Regions from separate parts of the Rattus norvegicus genome. Here region 1 is linked to region 2. A link is a contact called in public Hi-C data. All regions are on one chromosome and are shown on one strand. Each heading gives the region's core, a stretch centred on a gene start, on an enhancer-like site or on the middle of the called end of the contact. The rest is flanking DNA. Distances are from core to core; before and after follow the strand shown.

Region 1 (2,700 bases), core at 35-2,534, 240 kb after region 2:
ACCTGCTGAGTCATTTCATCTGCCTCCCCATAAATACTTTTTTATATGATCATCTCTCCAGCTACAAACTAAAAAGTAGGTAAAAGTAGTTGGGTTTTTTTTTTTTTTTTAAAGCGATTACTCTGACAAAGCGAAGGATAGGAAAGTTGCAAGTGAATGATCCTTCGGAGTGGAAAAGGTTAGCTGTAAATACTCTTTTGAAATACACCGTGAAGGATTTTCACTCTGAGATTAGGGCTGTTCGTGCCTCCAGGTTCAAGTGTTGCTCAATCAGCGAGGTGCTCAATTCACGGTGATTGCTGCTCCGGTTTCTTGTTGATCGAGAAATATGCATAATCTCAGCCCAGAGACATTTACCATAAAAATGAATCTAAGAAATAGGGTTTCATTTAAATTTTCCAGTTGCAGTGGATCGAGGAAATTATATGCAGAACATTAAGATGTGAAAAGCTCTGATTCGAACAAGACCAAAGAGGCTGCTTCACGATGTCCCTAATGTTGTGTTCGAATTAGATGGCGAGCTTTTCCTGTTCCGAGCCCTTGTCAATTTGATTAAAATCACAAACACGTGACTGACTCCGCCTCAGTTAAAAATACTCTCAAGCCAGAGAATGAGCTTTGTATTTGCAAGTGGCTTCTTCTGCCCTAGCGAGACTATTGCCCTAGCAGGGAGTGGAGTGGGGTGGCGTAAACGGTTTAAAATTTAAAACCTCTAACCGGATTCTCCCGGTGAAGCCCACTGCAGATTGCCAGTCCGGATTCAGACATTTACGATCTAAAAATGGCCCTTAAGAAATGCAGCTTTTATTTCGACGTTGTTTTCAAGGACAGAATTTGGAAGCCTGTCTGATTTCTGCACATACTCTTTCTTAGACTTAAAAAACCAAATCTTTCAGGAGAAAACATTTGCGGAAAAGACGCACGGCCTCAAGGTGTGTGCTGGTGTGTGCGCGTGAGGGGACGCGCATGCACGTTTCTGCCGAGTTTAGACCTTGCCGGGACGATCAACTCCGTCCCTTCGAACTGAAAAAGTCTCCAAGCCGTGACCCGCCCCGTCGGCGTGGACGAGCAGGGGATCCGGTTACGCCCGAGGAGCGACTCGGTGGCTGCGCCTTTCGGGGAGATCTGGGGACGCCGCCGGGCCGCCCACGCGGGGCTCAGGGCCCGAGCTTCCCACAGAAGCCGCCAGCATCAGGCGCGGCGGCTGCGCTGCCATGGCAACCGTGGCCTGCCGGTCCCCGCTTTCGGGCGCCGGCGCTCCAGGCCGGGCGGGGCGGGGCTGGCGTTGCTAGGAGACCTGCAGCGGGCGTCCGCCTCCGCGGCCCGGTCTCCCGGCTTCCACCCTTCACCTACTTCTGCCTGGCAGAGACTGACGTGGGGGTTGGGTTTGATGGCCACGTGGTGGCCCAGTGTCTCAGTCGCCCCTTCTGGCCCATGTGAGGTCCACACTCCTTCACCCAGGAGCACTGTGGCCCTTGACCCAGGAGAAAACACCTCTGCATTGTTTCCTCTCGCCTCCCTCCTCCTCTGTCCTCACTTGATCTAAAAGTCCCCAAAGCCCCTGGAAGGCTCCCTAACCCACCATTCTTTCCTCTCTAGCCGGATCCATGTCTTGACTTCAACCAGGAGTCGTGCAAAGCACTTTCTGTATGTCATCTAATTTTTTTTTAATCCTGTGATATAGAGGTTAGTTAATTCATTTACCATAAAGTGTAGCCAAGGTCAAACAGCTGGGCGGGATGGGACAGGATACTCATGAGGTCCAGTCCTTTTATATTGCTCAAATTTCCTCGCTAGGCTGCCTGTTGGCTAGACCCCCATTCTCTTTGCCGTCCAAGCACGCATACCCCACACCACCTGGGACATGCTGTCTGGAACAAGGTCTGACAAGAGGATTGAGAACTTGAAATCAGAGACGTCCAAAATACCTTTGGACAAACGGTTTACATAGTGATGTATCCCTGATAATTTGCAGATGTCCCTGTCTGTAAATACTACTGGCACAACGAGAAACTCTCAATTCTTAGTAAAGAGAGAAAATGGTAACCCAAGACCGACTTGCTTGCTGTGGTTATCCCACGTTGAGGTAGATATTTGGGGGGAGGGGTGTAAAAACTGTTTTCTCCTCAACTATGTCCACGAAGTTTACCTATTTATGTATTTGGTTATTTTTGTGAGAACACGCAAGGGCCCGCAGAACGAGATTGTGTGTGTGTGTGTGTGTGTGTGTGTGTGTGTGTGTGTGTGTGTGTGTGCGTGCGCGCGCATGCGTGCCAGGCGTAGTAACTACCACCTAGGGGATGGCGCAGAGAGGGTGGCTCAAAGGGAGACAATCCAGAGACGGTGTCTTGAAGACCGAATGGCAGAGCAGCAGCCAGAGTGAGCAGATCCGGCTCTCAGGAACTGATAGGAAACGGCTCTTTTAAATTTTTACTGCAACAGAGGGGTACAAGAAGCCAAGCTAAAGAGTAATAATTTAAAGTGAAGATCCAGGCACAGCGTGACCCAAAGCATACCTTTCCCAAGGAGGGTATCCCTTGATGTACAAACACTGTTAGTTTTATCTCTCCCCGACCCGGTCCTCACCTCCGTCTCTGTGTACCTGGCGAAGGTTGTGAGTATAAACACTTACCGCTCTGGGACCTTGGCTGGGCCAGGATGAACTAACTATTGTAAAATAAAGGACGTTGGAAGTCTGAG
Region 2 (2,766 bases), core at 206-2,705:
GCAGACTGTCTCAAGACTTCTGCTCTCCAGTTTAAATCCTCAGGGAAATCATCTGACTTCATCATTTGACTCCACCCCCCAGCGCCCACAGCACAAGAGCGAGGGGCAAAGCATGTGGTAGACTATCAGATGCAACAGGCTCAGGGAACGGAGAGTAGATAATTTTGTAAAGAAGAGATCTGATAAATATGGTTGGGAGTTAGGCCTGGCAAAATGTAGGTGTACCCTAGACCTGAGTTGTTTGTCCCGCAAAGTCCTTAAAAGCCACCTGGGAAGCCACTCCTTAAAATATCCTTAATCCCAATATCCTTAAGTAGGGTCCTAGCAATGTATATCAAGAAAGCACCCCATGGAGTGGTTGTTCTGAAAACCTCTCCTCCGGGTAGAAAAGTGCAAACAGACTTATTGAGTATAACTTGATTGTGTTCAAAATGCCCTTGTTTGTTGAACAAACATTTACCAAGCATTAGGTTAGGTGCAAGAGGGCCAAAGTCTCGCTCCTACAGGGCTTACCTATTTGTAAACAAATGTGGAAGCTCCTAACAAAACTCATGGAATACCAGTGTGAGCGTTGCCTTTGCACTCCGTTCTCAAAGCGAAGGAAAGGGCTAGGTATTTACACAACCCTCAAGTCACACTGTCAGAGAAATAGGACTCGAAAGATGAGTGCGATTTGGATACGGCGGGAATTTCTGGACAGCTCAGACGGCATGGCTACCGTTCACAGGAAAGACTGTCGGAGCTGAGAGAGCTTCAGTGTTGCAGCACCTGTTAGCTCACAGACACGCAGCCCTGGGTTCCCGCCTCAGTACCAGAAGCAAACAACGGAAACGAAGACAAGTTTGTGAATTTTTCTTTTAACAAATTTAGGAAGAGGGACAGATATAGGGGAGCTAAGAGCACTTGCTGCTCTGTGGTGAACTCAAGTTCGGTTTCTGCCTCATCAGGCAGTCCATAACCGCTTGTACCTCTAGCTCCATGGGATACAATCCCCCATTCTGGCCTCCTTGGGCACCTGCACACACGATATACATGCATACATACACTCAAACACACACACACACACACACACACACACACACACACGCACACGCACGCACATGAAATAAGTAGGTCGCTTTTTTAAACTGAGGTGAAAATACTGTTAGTGACTCTCCCTGAGAAGAAGTTGGTTTTTTTTTTCTTTCCTGATAATGTACTTCTTTTATGCTTGCATTTACATCTGTAGAGTTCTAAGCTTTCTACCACAGTGTTCCGGTTATCTAAATGTGCCTCAGAATTACCTGGAAGGCTAATTTAAATGCTACCAATGGTCCCCACACCCATAATTTCTGGTTCCAGAGGCCGAGGCTTGACCTGAGACTTCGAATCCCTAAAATGCACTGCAGGCCTGACAACCATACTTTGAGGGCCACTGGATTCCAGAAGAATCAATCGGTCTGGGAGGGTGGGGTATAAAGGTCACCAAAAGCCCAAGAGGGTGTGTCCTAGGAGGAGGAGGAGCAGGTACAGGCAAAGACAATCCCTTAGTCACAGCTTGACCACAACACACAAGGACGCTATTTGTGATGGCCAAGATAACAATAACAAACCTCACTTTTCCCCTTCTGTGGAGAAGAAAGAGACCCTCGGCTGGAAGACCCAGAAGTTCCTCAGTGAAGTGGAAGACTTGGTCACCATTTGACAACCTCTGTGCATTCCCTCCTGTGTTTACCAGGCCAGTCCTCAAGGGTGGAGCCTGGGAAAGGCTTCTTGGTATTTCTTCAGCAGGGAGTAGGCAAGAAGGTGACTCCGGAGTGGGGAGGGTAAGGAAAGTACCAGTGATGGGTGGGGTGAGATTCATTAATTCAGGCTCCCCTGCCAACCCTGAGCCTATGAAGTCACCTGCTAGAGGCAAAATAGAAGTATACAGTCTCTCAGTTCCTCCGTAACCATAAACAAAACCGTAAACTGATGATGGTCTAGACTAGGGCTCAGGCAACTCATTCAGTCAACAAGGATTTGCTTTCAACACCTATCAACTCCACGCCCATCGCTGAGTGACGAGGTCCTGAATGACAGCCCGGGAAAAATACACGTGGCACTGGTCATCCAGGACAGGAGGGCATCTTAAAGTTTGTGTATTATTTTATGTGCACAGGTGTCATGCCTGCCTGTGTGTCTGCAGACCACATGAGTGCTTGGTACCTTTAGAGGCCAGAAGGTGGGGTCACAGGTGGTTCTGAGCCCTCAGAGAGTGCTGAGAACAAAACCCCAAGTTCTCAAGGGCAGCCAGTGCTCCTAACTACTGAGCCATCCCTCCAGCTCACTGGCAAGCATATGCGAAGCAACAATAAATGTATAAACATACCAAGCACAATGCCAAGACCGGAATAGTACAGCCAAGCAGACACATGCTAGGACGTACCAGCTAGATAACCCCAGGCAAGGAACATAACTTCTTTCCCTCTATCTAGTTTCCTTATCTTAAAAATGGAGGAACGGAGGGTGGGCGGAGGTTGACGAGATGACTCCTGGTGAAAGCTTAGCAAGTAAGCAAGGCAATCAACCACAGGCAGATCTTTGGAGCACACGGGGGTAGAAAAGAACTAGGTGTTGCCCTCTGACCACCACACACATCACACACAGACACACACATGCATGCTCTTGATACAGGTCACGCATACACATAATAATTGCTATGTATTATATAAATATCATTTATAAGTTTATAAATAATAAAGAACTATAAATAATTGGTATGAACTATTATTAGTAGTAGTAGTA

Evidence for each region. A called contact is a pair of places that touch in the nucleus more often than the background predicts.
Region 1: a contact with region 2 is called in a Hi-C map of liver, with 1.8 times the contacts expected there. The contact joins two enhancer-like sites. A contact is called at or near these places in 3 of 12 Hi-C or Micro-C datasets (Schwann cells, liver and mammary epithelial cells).

Annotation. Positions count from the first base shown.
Region 1 is chr6:124,649,272-124,651,971 of GRCr8, forward strand. No RefSeq gene overlaps it. Among named protein-coding and RNA genes, the nearest start is that of Foxn3, 79 kb to the left of the region's middle. Within about 2 kb of position 1,285, at least 38 of the 93 cell types and tissues checked have an H3K27ac peak or open chromatin away from gene starts, as enhancers often do. A contact at or near this core is called in liver, where this site is marked.
Region 2 is chr6:124,407,831-124,410,596 of GRCr8, forward strand. The region is part of intron 2 of Foxn3 (forkhead box N3); the gene reads right to left. Among named protein-coding and RNA genes, the nearest start is that of Foxn3, 160 kb to the right of the region's middle. Within about 2 kb of position 1,456, at least 2 of the 93 cell types and tissues checked have an H3K27ac peak or open chromatin away from gene starts, as enhancers often do. A contact at or near this core is called in liver, where this site is marked.